4 separate regions of the Mus musculus genome follow, and all the other regions are linked to region 1. The links are chromatin contacts, called in public Hi-C maps. All regions are on one chromosome and are shown on one strand. Each heading gives the region's core, a stretch centred on a gene start, on an enhancer-like site or on the middle of the called end of the contact. The rest is flanking DNA. Distances are from core to core; before and after follow the strand shown.

The links. Hi-C and Micro-C count contacts between places; a contact is called where the count stands out from the background.
Region 2: a contact with region 1 is called in a Hi-C map of bone marrow-derived macrophages, with 5 times the contacts expected there. The contact joins two enhancer-like sites. A contact is called at or near these places in 6 of 484 Hi-C or Micro-C datasets (the BV-2 cell line, bone marrow-derived macrophages, cerebral cortex and 1 more) and 1 of 115 datasets of contacts at active chromatin or transcription factors (neural progenitor cells).
Region 3: a contact with region 1 is called in a Hi-C map of bone marrow-derived macrophages, with 9 times the contacts expected there. The contact joins two enhancer-like sites. A contact is called at or near these places in 7 of 484 Hi-C or Micro-C datasets (bone marrow-derived dendritic cells, bone marrow-derived macrophages, cortical neurons and 4 more) and 3 of 115 datasets of contacts at active chromatin or transcription factors (CD8 T cells, bone marrow-derived dendritic cells and embryonic fibroblasts).
Region 4: a Hi-C map of bone marrow-derived macrophages shows a contact between it and region 1, with 4 times the contacts expected there. The contact joins two enhancer-like sites. A contact is called at or near these places in 2 of 15 datasets of contacts at CTCF or cohesin (both in the NIH/3T3 cell line), 43 of 484 Hi-C or Micro-C datasets (3T3-L1-derived adipocytes, the AML12 cell line, the C2C12 cell line and 27 more) and 10 of 115 datasets of contacts at active chromatin or transcription factors (PVALB interneurons, Th17 cells, bone marrow-derived dendritic cells and 7 more).

What each region holds. Positions count from the first base shown.
Region 1 is chr13:6,467,920-6,471,266 of GRCm38.p6, reverse strand. No RefSeq gene overlaps it. Among named protein-coding and RNA genes, the nearest start is that of Pitrm1, 79 kb to the left of the region's middle. Within about 2 kb of position 1,751, at least 50 of the 459 cell types and tissues checked have an H3K27ac peak or open chromatin away from gene starts, as enhancers often do. A contact at or near this core is called in CD8 T cells, Th17 cells, bone marrow-derived macrophages and 1 more, where this site is marked.
Region 2 is chr13:5,510,150-5,513,496 of GRCm38.p6, reverse strand. No RefSeq gene overlaps it. Among named protein-coding and RNA genes, the nearest start is that of Gm40661, 42 kb to the left of the region's middle. Within about 2 kb of position 1,501, at least 44 of the 459 cell types and tissues checked have an H3K27ac peak or open chromatin away from gene starts, as enhancers often do. A contact at or near this core is called in bone marrow-derived macrophages, where this site is marked.
Region 3 is chr13:5,768,258-5,771,604 of GRCm38.p6, reverse strand. No RefSeq gene overlaps it. Among named protein-coding and RNA genes, the nearest start is that of Gm35413, 33 kb to the left of the region's middle. Within about 2 kb of position 1,749, at least 85 of the 459 cell types and tissues checked have an H3K27ac peak or open chromatin away from gene starts, as enhancers often do. A contact at or near this core is called in CD8 T cells and bone marrow-derived macrophages, where this site is marked.
Region 4 is chr13:5,887,215-5,890,561 of GRCm38.p6, reverse strand. No RefSeq gene overlaps it. Among named protein-coding and RNA genes, the nearest start is that of Gm46401, 27 kb to the left of the region's middle. Within about 2 kb of position 1,626, at least 111 of the 459 cell types and tissues checked have an H3K27ac peak or open chromatin away from gene starts, as enhancers often do. A contact at or near this core is called in Th17 cells, bone marrow-derived macrophages and embryonic fibroblasts, where this site is marked.

The DNA of each region.
Region 1 (3,347 bases), core at 502-3,001:
TGTGTGTCTCTGGGATCCCCGCTGTTCGCATTATGCTTCATGTCTTCTGTGTTTGACCTTCAGTGGGCAACTATTAAGGGAGACAAAAAGGAACCAGAGGGCAGAAATAGAAGGGAACATTTCTTAGAAAACCCCTGAAAGAAAAGTAAACCAGACTAATGCTCTTCTTTTAATTTAGCCCTGTCGTTGCAGAGGTGAGAATTAGGATTTGCAAGGAGCCTCTTCTTTGAACCAATCCAAATAAAATGAAAAAGAGCTTGAGGCACGAGGCTGATGCTGTGTGACCTGAGAAAGTTGAGGCTGCTTCTTTGCATATGCAATGAGCAGCCAGGGTGTGAAAATAGACAGGATCGGGCCTCTCTTGGCTGCGGATTCCTAGCTGTGCCTCTAACACGTTCCTTTCATGCCTGCACCTCTTATACCATTATGCGGTTTGAGCCACATGCAGGAATAATGATTCAGCTTAGACTAGACACAAGGGCCAACCAGATTTGAGCTGATTTCTAAACCAAATCCCAGGTTTGGAAAATTACTAGTGTATGTCGCAGTTGCAATATATTAAGAACTTCTCTAAATGAACCACCATGAGTGGATGTGGTCTGACTCCCACCCTTGGGGTATCCACAGTAACCCTGCACAGTATGCGGAGAATTTCCCCTGTACTTTTCTTCTGCAGTGTGGCATTTGCTACAGGACCCTGCATTACCAGGAACCACAGCTCAGCATTCTTAAGAGAAATATTATTTGGTGTTTAGTGGAGCCCTAAATTAGTGATGCACCGTAGTGATTTTCATTTGGAATACCCTCGTTACCATGGCAATCATATCATGCCATGTTTCGTTGTCTTGGGTGTTTCTAGAAGCAATCCAGTCTCCGTAAACTCCTCATCATGTCGGAGACCCTGAATACTCCACGTTTATGCATGCTGACTGAAATCAGGCATATTAGAACCCCAGGGCCGAGAACACATCCAACTCTGTCATTATGTCAATTTCCTGCATATTGAGTAAGCATTAGCAGTCACATAAAGTAGACAATTAGTGAACTACAAATAGGAAATGCACAGGTCTTGGACAAATCTGTCTTTTGATATTCTAGGTATTTATGAGAGCTTAACAGCCTGCATAGTAAGCTGCCGACCTCAAGACTCTCTCTGCCTATGAGGCGCGTTGGCACACCTGTGAACACACGTGTCTGTATGGTGTGTCCATGCGTGTGGTGATAATGCTGTGTGTATGTGTGGGCAGGTATGTATCTGGGTGTATGTGTGAACCTGCATAGTGTGTGTGTATTAGACATTGTGGTGACATAAAGAGAGATGAAGATAAATAACATGGAGAGAGGAGGGAGGGAGAAAGGTTCAGGAGATGGAGGAGGAGAGAGAGTGCATGGTGGGAGTGTACCACAGAGCCTCTGAGAGGAACAACCCAGGCATAGGCATGTGTGAGCATGAGCGATGTCCTTCACTTCCCTTGTCACAGTCCAACACATGCTCTGAATCTCATTTTTGAACCAAAGCTTCAGGCACTTCCTGGCTGACTGCCCATCAGTTTCAGCCTCCACTGAGCAGAAAGAACTCCTGGGAGGGGCTCTGCATTCTGAATGGACTGGACGAGGCTGGTTTTGAAAATAAGTCTCAAGTTATAGTCTTGCTGGGGAAACTCATCGCAGGTGACCTTTGTCTCTTGGGCTCTCTCCCCAGGGGTTTTTCCAAGAAGGGAAGGAAGCTTTCTTCTGAGTCTTCCAGCAGGTGGCAGTGCGGCCGATAATTATCTCCTCGGAGGCTGCAGTAAACACTGTCTTCTTTAGATGCTGAAGGAAGTGAGCTGTCTCCCTCTTCATTAAGGGTCAACGTCAGTGAATGATAAAGAGCAGGATGAGCTTTGGAATAGCAAACACTCAGCGCATAGCATCCTCTAGCAGTTTTGAAATGCATATATGTAATTATTATATGGGGTATAGTCATGTTCAAAGCACGAGTTGGCAGACTCAGTGACTTCCTATACCACAGACCCCAGTGCCATTACACAAATCAACACAAGTGCAGTTGGGCTTCTTCCAGGTTTCAAGAAGTTGACACAAAATCTCAGTTGCTTACCGGTGACTGTGATTCATAGCAAGAACTGACGTTCCTTCACTTAGTAATGTAGGAGGGGAATGTGTGAAGGTGAAAGTTGAGGACCATGACAGAGTCTAATAAAAATCTATGCATACTACTTGGAATATAAATAGAAAATATACACCCCACAAATATACCTATGGTCTATACAATCTCAAATATCTCAGTGCCTTGACTTCTAATGAAAGACCCACAACGTGAGGACTCCCCCACGTTCTGACTCAGGAGAGGTGACACCCCAAATCTCTCACGAGAAATGGTCTTGATGAAAACTGCAAGAGGTTTATTCGGGAAAGAACAGTGCACTGGGGACGACTCATATCCCACGCAGGGGTAGAGGAGTCGACCACGAGCTCAAGGGGTAAGGGGTTTATAAAGGCAGAAACCGCAAACACCTGGCATTGGGCTATAGCATTTGGCAAGCTAGCAAGTTTGCATAATGGATTTAAGGAATGGTTAGAGTATTCTGTACAAACATTTCCTGCAACAATGGGGCAAGTTCTACTCCCTGCCATTAATGACACAGGTCTAGGGGCTTAAATAATTTTCGCTCTCTCTCAGGATCTTTCACTAACCCTTTGCCCTCAATGTCCATCTCACTCTTCTTCAGGATGCTAGCAGGATGGAGCTATATCACTTTGTGAGTTCAGTGTGGTACTGCTTGTCCTGCAAGCTTTCACCTTTCTTCAAGGAAGACTCTTTCAGAGTATAGTGAACTCTGATATGTACAAATGTACAGTAGTCTTTCTCTTAGGGTAAAGATGTTCCTGGCCAGCCATACCTCGAGGATTCTCTCAGGATCTCAAATTATAGCATCCGCGTGTGTGTGCAGGAGAGCTTGTGAGAATGGAGGCAGGTTCCATGGCAGACTGTGTGGTTCTGTATGACCTAGCCTTGCTGTGGAGCAGTTTCCTCAGAAATTAAATATTTCTCCTTGGAGAGAAGCTACTTAAGACTCTGGCTATCTGAGACAGAGGTACAACCTTCTATCCTGCAGAAAAAGCTAATAAAATTCAAGAAGTTAACAACTCAACAAGTCTAGGAAGTTCCTGAAACTAACCAGATTCACTAAGAATTTCCTTCTCCAAGCAGGTATAAGCAGTAAAGACTGACGAGAGACATACTCAGACAAATTGAGCTCTCCAGAAGAGGCTCAAACCACCTAACTGCCTGAAGTAGACACCCTACAACCTCTCTAGCTGCCTGCCTGTTATACTGTGAGCTTCAA
Region 2 (3,347 bases), core at 252-2,751, 960 kb after region 1:
CTCAGTCATACACTTTATGTAGTTATAAGATTGTTCCTTTTTCTTTCATTTTGCTAATATTATTTTAATAGTATTCTCTCCCTATGTTACAAATATTCATTTTGAAGGTGCCCTATGAATAGTTGCAATATGAAGAAAATAAAAATTTTCTAGGGGATCAGATTATCTGCACTGCAGCCTTAGGTCCTTCATGACTTGAGTGTGTCTTGCAAAGTCATGACAAGTGTCAGTTTTAAAGACTCAATTTCATCAGGTGGGCATGAAAAACACTCTCTCCAAACCCTTGTCTCACTAGTTTCCAGTTTCAGTAACTTTTCTGAAAGCCTGGTCAGTTACATGAGGGTCAATCAGAAGGAAAATTGAACATTTTCTTTTTTATGTAAACTGAGTAAAATTTCTAGAAAGCCTGAATTCTTCATTAATGCCAGTGTTTTAAGTCATCTTTTTGTTCTTACAATTTTAAGGGCCTTGAGTAGAAATTTCATATGATTAAGCATTGTAAACCATTTAGTTATGTAAATATCTCTAAAATCCACACACTTCACTTCTGTATTCAAGCTTGTTCTATAACATCTTGCTGGGGTTTACACTAATTGTCATTGTAACTTTACAGAGAAGCAAAATTGCTAAATGCAAAAGTGGTCTGTTATTTCCTTTTTTTTATTACGTGTTTTCCTCAATTACATTTCCAATGCTATCCCAAAAGTCCCCCACACCCTCCCCCCCCAACTCCCCTACCCACCCATTCCCATTTTTTGGCCCTGGCGTTCCCCTGTACTGGGGCATATAAAGTTTGCCTATCCAATGGGCATCTCTTTCCAGTGATGGCTGACTAGGCCATCTTTTGATACATATGTTATTTCCTTAATCTGACCTACTATAAATCTTATAATAAATATCAAAAGTATTTAAGAGATATTTAATGCAAATCAATACAAATTTTAAGTAGTTTTTAAATAAACAGGTGGATGGATTCTTTTATTTCATGGCTTCTGATAAGTGAACTTAGGTAAGATTTTCAGTATTTGCTTATGCTGTTTCTGTATATCTGATATTTCCTAGGAAACAGTAACACCTGGGAGATGGACATAATTATATGAATTTCACCTATGACAATAACTGTACATAACATCTTTGTAAATATGCATATCCTTTTCCGTAAAGGACAAAGAATACATTTTCCCAAGCGAACTAGTGTTTTGGCTAACAATTCAAATGAAAGCCAGATCCTTTTGATTGGGCCACATTTCTCAAGTCAACTTCTTCTGTGAAATCAGCTCAGATTTTATGTGCTAAAAATGACATAACATGTACTCAATGAAAGATGTAGTAATTGACTGAAAGATAGGAGAGAACAGTAAGAAAATTACAATTTGGTAAAATAAAGTTTCCTATTACTATATAAACATTAGGTTTTACACTAAAGAAAAGCTGTATTTAGTAAGTCTATTACATAGCCATGTGGATTTGAGTCATTTCCTTTCCATTAAAGCAACCTAAACCATAACTTCCTCTCCTGGTGTATATTTTGCACCCACCAGCAGATTTCAGATCTCATTGCTACATGTCTTTGTTCCTCAAAAAGAAGAAGAAGAAAAAGTAGAAGGAGGGGGAGGAGGGAAAGGAGGACAAGGGGGAGGAGGAGAAGGAGGGGAGAATAAAAAAGAAAGGAAAAAGAAATGAGAGGAAGGAAGGAAGGAAGGAAGGAAGGAAGGAAGGAAGGAAGAGAAGAGAAGAGAAGAGATCTCAGGGTGTGTTTTTACTTTCAGAGGTAGAGGCATCCAAACTAATTCTAAGAATGAAACAAACTGAAAAGCAAGCAACCAAGGTCAGTCTGAAAGATTTCACTTTCAGAAATGGAATAATATCAAGGCTAAGCTCTATGGGTACCTTTAAAAAAGAGGTTAGAAAAAAAAAAAGGACTGTATTTAGCAAGGTGAAATGACTTGCATTTAATTGGGGATAACACACACACACACACACAGTCATGTTGAGATTTCTTTGTTCCAATTTCATTATGACACAAGATAATCTTGTATAATCTTTAAGAATATAGGTTACTTTGTAAGTGAAAGAAAACAGAAAAAGAGAACAAGAAAAGAAAACTATTATCATTGCTTTAAGTTCTAGACTCTTTTTCAGTCTTAACATGATTTCTTTTGTACAAATACTTATCACATTTTCTAATTCATTCCTTCACCTCCTGGCCTGGGAAAGAATGTGCTGGTAAGGTTCACAAAGCACACTATGATACCAGCTCTTGTAGGATCCTTTCATTTCCAAAGAATAGGAGGAAACTGAGTGAAGATTGGAAATATCAGATGGAGAAGGCCATAGTTTGAATTACCAGGTTTCAAGCAAAGCAAGAACAAACAATGTCTAGGGAGACAGCATCAGTAAGCTCAGGGTAGAATCCACCACATAGGGGGACTTGTGGAGTTCAGAACAATGCTTTACAATGAAAGAAGCAACTCTTAAATAAAGACAGAGTTCTGGGTGATCCTTGGTATACTAGAAACGTGCATTTTCTTCTTCTTCTTCTTCTTCTTCTTCTTCTTCTTCTTCTTCTTCTTCTTCTTCTTCTTCTTCTTCTTCTTCTTCTTCTTCCTCTTCTTCTTCTTCTTTCTTCTTCTTTCTTCTTCTTTCTTCTTCTTTCTTCTTTCTTCTTTCTTCTTTCTTCTTCTTTCTTCTTCTTCTTCTTTCTTCCCCTTCCCCTTTCCCCCTCGCCCCCCCTCCTCCTCCTCCTCCTCCTTCTTCTTCGACGTTGGGTGGAAAAATTTGATGATAGGAAAATGTCATAGGAGAAGACTGAAGAGAGAATACACAGAGGAACAAGACAAAGGTATAGGCTACAAGCGATTGCAAAAATGAAGGCTAAGGTGATAGCTGGTGTGTAAAGTAGGTCCATACTTGATCACAGTGGTATAAAGAGTATGTTTAATTTTTAGTAGTAAAAGAGATAAAGTATAATGAGATAAGAGAAAATGCAAACTTCCTGGAACATTTGGACATTTGAGATGAAGTGAGGACTCCAAATTAACAGACGAACTGATCTAACCTAGCTACAGAGGGAACTGATTAACAAAGACAGAGAAGAACCAATAGTGCACAGCTTGAGACAGTGGAGGAGAGGCAATGATGTGTGGAAGTTCTTGTGAGCTTCCTCCAATTTCCTCATTGTAGCACAGTACACTGGCTAGGGATGTGAATAGGGACCAAAAAGATGATGAAGATTTGTGTAGAGAAGAGAAGGTGAATGATGGATGTCTAGATCACAGTTTATAAAACTGTAGGTATCAAGCCCATGGGGTGTTCATGTACCTAAGTGTGGATCTTGCAAAATTTTG
Region 3 (3,347 bases), core at 500-2,999, 700 kb after region 1:
GAAGATTTCTTACACGTAGCTCCTTCCCTTTGTAGTTAATACAGCCTCCTTGGATTATCTCCGTTGAAATAATGTTTAAATGCAAATTTTCTGAATTCTTTAGGTAATTTAGCTCTTTAAGATGTATTTTCCTTCTCACATTGAAGTGACTTAGGCTCCTGTGCTGCTTCTTGTCTTTTTTTGTTTGTTTGGGGTTGTGGAACTTTTAAAAGAAAGGACAGAGCTTTGCAGGAGGTACTGAGGAGCTCATCTTTAGAAGAACGTTGAGCTAGACCAGACAGACTGATCACTGTCGTCAGATTGGATGCCTTTCTGTAATTAGACATAGTTCAAAGAAACTTTTACTCCAAATTACTCTACATCCTTACGTGTCTGGGATCTACTCAGAAGAGAAACATGACAAGGTGTTTGAAACAGTCTAGACTCTAGTCATCCTGCTCTCTTCTTTTGTTTGATGCTACCCAGCAATACAGTTTCCCTTGGAGGGACAGGAGAAGCTGAAGCAGGCCACCTTTTCTATATAAGGACATTCAGACAGCTGGTGTCCAGGCGCCTTGAGGTAAGCATGCATTCAACAGCTGGATTCCTCTTCCTCTTTTTCTCTTTGTTGTTTTCATCCCAATGACATCAGCTCCTGATTTTATGATCTCCATGTTGGACAGGGCATCCTTATCTGTCATTATTATCTGGGCGAGGCTTTAGTTATGAAGAGAAGGAAAAGATGATACCCAAACTAAATGGTAGTGACATTTGTCTCTTTGCCTCTAAACTGACTGGAGTCATGCTGAATCCATCCAACAATTCCCAATGCTCCAAACTGTCTTATTTCCATGCTTCCATTTTCTCTTAACTGCTAGGATTTTTCTCCCCACCTTACCCCACATCCCAGCACACTTGCTGAGTGCTTTCTCTTCATATTTATCTCCATGTAAGACAGAACTGGTGTTTTTCTAAAATTACATGGTACCTCTTTTGTGCACACATTCTAAAGAAGTCCTGAGATTCTCTCCCTGTATTGATTTGGATGGAGTTGCCTCGAGCTGTCTGCTCTTAGGGAGACAGAAAGGTCACGTTTGTAATTGCTTTGAAAGTAGAGAAACTTCCAGAAACTTAGAAAAAGGGTTTTTGACCTTAGGGTCTGAACAGTTAATGGAGTTGTTTGTGGATGAGGTAATGTTTTGTTAACTCAGAGTCTGGACCTGTTATCCTGTAGTAACTCACTGAAGAAGTCTTTAACTGAAGGTGTGTGGGAGCACGGAGAACATTTCTGATTATAGAAACATTGATCTGATGTTCAGGGAGGCAGTTTTAACTTTCCCAGTGAGTTAGTTACAGCAACCCAGGCATCTCAGAGGATGCTTCCGTCTAGCTTTCCATCTTGTTCTGTTTTTGTTCCCTCCATATTACTAATTATGAATACAAGAAAGGAATGACTTTTCTGATGCTCTATGTCTTAAAATCTCTATTTTCAGATTAGCAACCTCAGGGGTAGTGATAAATAGGTCACTTATTACTGACGTCACAGGGAACTCCATGCGTGCCTCAGATGAACCAGGACAGATTTGAACAGTAAGGTATGGAGTTCTGTGATTAAGACTGTAAAAGACCTCAGCTCACTTTGAATGACAGATGCTAGCAATAGGTTAAAAATCAGAGTAAATGCTGAGAGTTTCTCTTTTTGAGACACATCATTTGGGTGGAAAATGACTCATGCATACTGGCTGACACAATGACCCTCCTGGGTGTGGAGGGCACTTCCCCACTATGCTTATCATAAACCCCAGCCCTCATTCCAAAGGGCCTCATTTACTGAGGGGGTGTTTTCTTCCTCACAACTAACTGGCTGAACCAGAAAAACTGTGAAATACTTTGGATTACTCAGTGAGAGGCCATTATTACCTGATCCTTATCACACCTCCAAAGGCCTTTGCTGTATAGTACATGCTGCCTGCCTCTCATTTCTGTCTTTTGTTTTCCACTTTTCAAGTTACTCTGAAGCTGGAGGGGGAGTTACAAGGAAGCCCCAGATATTCTTCTCTCTCGGCAGAATTTCCTGGTAAAGTTGAGTCCCAGATCCCAGTGTCCGGTTAGGGCTGATGACCCGTCCAAGATTAAGGCTTCCCAGGCAGGAACTAACCTCCCACATCCTCCAAAGCGCCTGCATAATACTTCCATTCTGACTTTGGGTGGCACAATTCCTATATCCATCAACTATGCAATCTGCACATGGTACTCTGCAAATGGCTGTGGACTCAGGCAGTAAAGGTCTTGTTCTTCAAACCAAAGTTGAATATCAAGGAATTAGGGAAGAAGGCTTGTAATGCAGGCAGAGGGGAAAGCTTCCTGTGGGCAAGGTTGTGACTGACCCTGGGTGGGCAGGAAGACCCTGTGTTTATCATTGTGCCTCGTGTATATAGTGGCCTCTGAGATGACAGTTAGTTGGTTCATTTTCACAATAAGGCAAAGATCCAGATATCCTGGGGATATAACGTGCCGCATAGTCAGCCTGACTTAAGTCCAATAGCACGAAGATATTATTTGGGGCGGCCTATCATATCCATAAGCTCAGTAAAACAGTAGTTGGAGAATTTCTGGAGGGTGTGTAGGAAAGTGTGGTGAAGACATCATCTCTGCACTCATGCTTGTGTCTTTGCATTGTGCTTATAGTTATAAATATCTATTTGCCAGCTCAGATACTGTTTTGCTGTCTGCTGCAAGCCTCTACATTTTCTTCTCACTTCTGTAGCCATAGCCCATATGGCTGAAAGATGTGTAAAGAAAGAAAATCATTGTATTTTCAGTGGTTCAGACTGAGTCTGTTTGAATGGTTTCAAACCTGCATGAATATAATTACAATAGAAGGAAAATTCTCCCCCCAAAATCTATATCATATTAATGCTGATAACATTGCTCTTTTTTGTCCTCTACATAAGCCAGCCCCATGTACAAGTACTACACAGACTGACAAGCTCAGCTTTCATCATTTTATTGGGTGTTATTTCTAAGATCTCAGTATAAACAGGGTGCTCCCTTGGGATGTATTTCAGCATCAGAGTGTTTGCCTCTTGTGTGAAAGATTCTCGAATTGGGCTTTGGTCCCTAGCATCACCTCTAAAAAATAATAATAAATCAATAAAAGATTTAAAAAAAAGGAAGGAAAAATTAAAATTGTCAGCCTGTGAGTAAACTAGTATTGTCTTTTCATAATCAAACATAACCTTTTTGTCAGTGGAATTTTATTTCATTTTATAGTGTTATTTGGGTCCCTTTTGTTATCAGAAGCATCATTAATACATTTCTGTAAGAATAGCGGAACTCAGCTGCACATTAATGTTTTGGGTAGAGTC
Region 4 (3,347 bases), core at 377-2,876, 580 kb after region 1:
CCCAGACCCACAAAGTATCAATAATGACTGCTCAAGATTGCTAAGCAGCATCAAAAACAAAACAAAACGAACCATTTTGTTTTGTTTTTTGTTTTTGTCTGTCCCTACCAATCTTCTTTTTTAGTTTGCTTTGTTTCGTTGTTTGGTTTGTTTTTTGTTGTTGTTGTTGTTGTTGTTGTTGTTGTTGTATGTGTGTGTGTGTGTCTTCACCATGGCAACAGCAAATTAGCTTTTGAAATAAAGGGCCTACTCCAGCACTGTTCATGAAAGTGTCGTTTGTCATCATTAGTAGAAAAGGGTGATTCTAAGAAGGAGAGTGCTAACAGCCCTCCCACCATGCTTAGACTTCTCAGAACCACAGAGAACAAAATGACTCAACAGACCTCTCATAGCAGCCTGTGTGTGCCATCCTTCCTCAGATGGCAGTTCAAAATAGGGTGTCATATTCGAGCAATCTGAAGTTTCTAATATATAAGGGAAGTAAGTGAGATGGAAAGATGCAAACATTGAAGAGATGTAGGGAAGAAAAGAAAACAGAGGGGGAGAGGGAGCATAGAAAATAGCTTATTTAGCAAAGTCATTGTTGTTTAGAGAGAAGATCTCTGATAGCTCAGGTTGCCCACGAACTGGGTGACGTGGGGCTGAGGATTGTGGTGACCTGGAACTCTTTAATTTTCTTGCTTTCTTCCTTGGAGTCCTGGGTCTACAGGCTGGTGAACATGACCTTGGTTTAAGGTGGTACTAGAGATTCAATCCCGAGCCTGTGGTCTGCTATGTCAGCACTCTACCTACTGAGTCCAGCACAAAACAACGTCTGCATATTAGTTGCACAAGAGTAAACGCTATGCCAAAGTTTTCTCTCATAACCCTCCCATGACAGAGCTAAATGGATAGTTTCAAAAGAGTGGCCAAGTGGACTAAAGGCTATTTGAATCTGTAGGCTTTAGAGCCTGCATATAGAAGAATATAGGAGAGACTCTTGACAGGGAAATGTAGGACTAAGAGATACTAGAGGATAAAGGGAGAGTAGTGAAAGTCCACTGACTAAGGAAAGCATTCGAAAATGAAATGTTGAATTATGGTCATGGTACTTGAGCTGGCTCCTAGTGACAGGAAGTTTAGGTTCAGGTCTGATTTAGAAATATATAGAAAGTTCTCCCTGCCTTCACGTTGCCCCAAGCTCTCCAGTGTTTCTGGAGCTAAGGAGTTTGTATATATCACGTTCCACGCATCTGAAGACATACAAGAATGAGTGCAGGAGCACTTCCTGCCTCTTCCCGTTTTCTAGCAGGCACTTTTCTTGGGAGGAGACCTAGACCTCAAGATGCAGCAACAGACCAGTTTCAGGTTACAGCATCAAAGGCTATTTGATCAGAGACACTGCATTCTTGGTTACTCTCCACGTTTGCTCAATTGAGCAAATTTTTTAAAAAGATTTTTTACATTTTTGATTTCTAAATATGATCCAGACAGTTCTGAATGTCTAGTTGGATATGATCAAATGATCTGTGGTTCTGGTAAAGATCCTTGGAAACTGATGACACAAACTGCAGAGGAGAAAGAGAAGTTGGTCTCCTTCAACATCTTCATTCTGAGTGAACATCACACTTCCCCAAACACAGTTTGGGGCTCAAGCCAGTATTGCTTTTTCAAACCACTTATTTGGCCCTATGAGTTAGACAACCTGAGGCCAGTGAAGGGCAATCTCTTCTTTCAAAGGAGCAGAGATGCATACTCCCCATTTCGTTTCCTTCTGCCTTTCCTTTTTTCCTTTCTTCCTCCCCACTTCCTCCCTTCATCCTTCCTTCCTCATTCCCTCTTCCTCCCTTCCTCCCTCCCTCCTTCCTTCTTTCCTTCTTCTTCAGTTTCTTCCTCTTTCCCTCCTTCCTTCTTCTTCCTTTCTTCTTTCCATCTCCCCCGCCCCTCTCTCCCTATTTCTTTTAGTTTCCTTTGCCTCCAGCGTTTCATCTGAACTGGAAACATCTGATGACTTTCCACTTCTCCTGAGCCTTTCTTGGTCAGTTCGTGGTTCAGCCACAGATCCATGTACAACTGAAATGACAACCTCTTGCATTTACTCCTTCCTCATTTGCTCTCAGACCTCTGGTTATGCGTGAGGGTGTGGGAGAGACTGCACACACCACTAACACAGCCCTCCCTCCTCCCTCCACAAGAGCTCCCTAACGAACTGAAGACCTCCATCAAGACATGGTTGCCCCCCAAATGCCCCTGATGGAAGACACTGGGGGGACCTTGATGGTCTTAGAGCAGCGGTTGGTCATCAGGGCTGTATACAAATGCCCAGAGGCTGGACTCAGCAATAAACTTGTTTCAGGAAATGAAAGACGGAACCCATGGTTTCAACCAAGTTAGGGCAGAACTGAAAGTCTGCAAATAAAACTTATAGATCCTTAATCACAGCTTTCGCTCCACTCAGGTGGTAGAAAAACAATGTCGTTCTCTAAGAGACTGTTTTTTTTTTTTTCTTCAAGACCTCTTGAATAAACACACCGTGTAAAAATATTTATCATGTCAATATGGTTTAATAAGCATTCATTATTTATTGGGCTTCTGAGTGCTTAGGCAATACTACAATTAACTTTGCAGATTTGATTGGTTTTGATTGGAGGTCATTGGAAGGCAAGCTTGTACTTGTCTTAGCAGAAACAGGCAGAGCAATAGGCTGGATTGAGGCCTGAGAATGTTTGAGCAAGTCCCAAACTCTCTGGGAAATAAAAACCGTAACAGCTCCATAGTTGAATTAAGTACGAGATAAAAATCACATTGGCAAGAGCAGCGAACACCAGGATCAAACCACCTCTCAAACAAATTATTCCAGGAATAAATTAATCTCCCTGATGCTCATCTGCAGAACCGATGTGAAAGAGTTGTCACTTCCATGCTTGTCACTCACGGGGCTCAAGATTCCAACACACTAAACAGACCCTGCAGCAGGAGGACAGTGAGCGACACTTTCTAGTAATGTTTCACTCTGTCTAGTTACTACCACCCAGAGCATTCTTTTTCCCTGAATAATTCTTTGATTTCCTCTAGAACAATTATATTCTGTAAACAATAAAGGAGAGAGAATTAATATTTGCTGAGTACATATATCATATAATCTCAATAATATTTTGGGGTGAAAGAATTTTTCTATTCTTATATATTTCATTAAGAATACAAATAGGCCAAGAGTGGCTGGTGACGTATCAATTAGAACACAGGTCTCCATCCCCAAATCACTTTGTCTATCCATTCTGCCTCCTACGAGATAAGACATTACCCAACAATATATATTTAGAAGGACACTCCTTGCATATCGATCATCCTTGTCAGCAGGGTTCTTC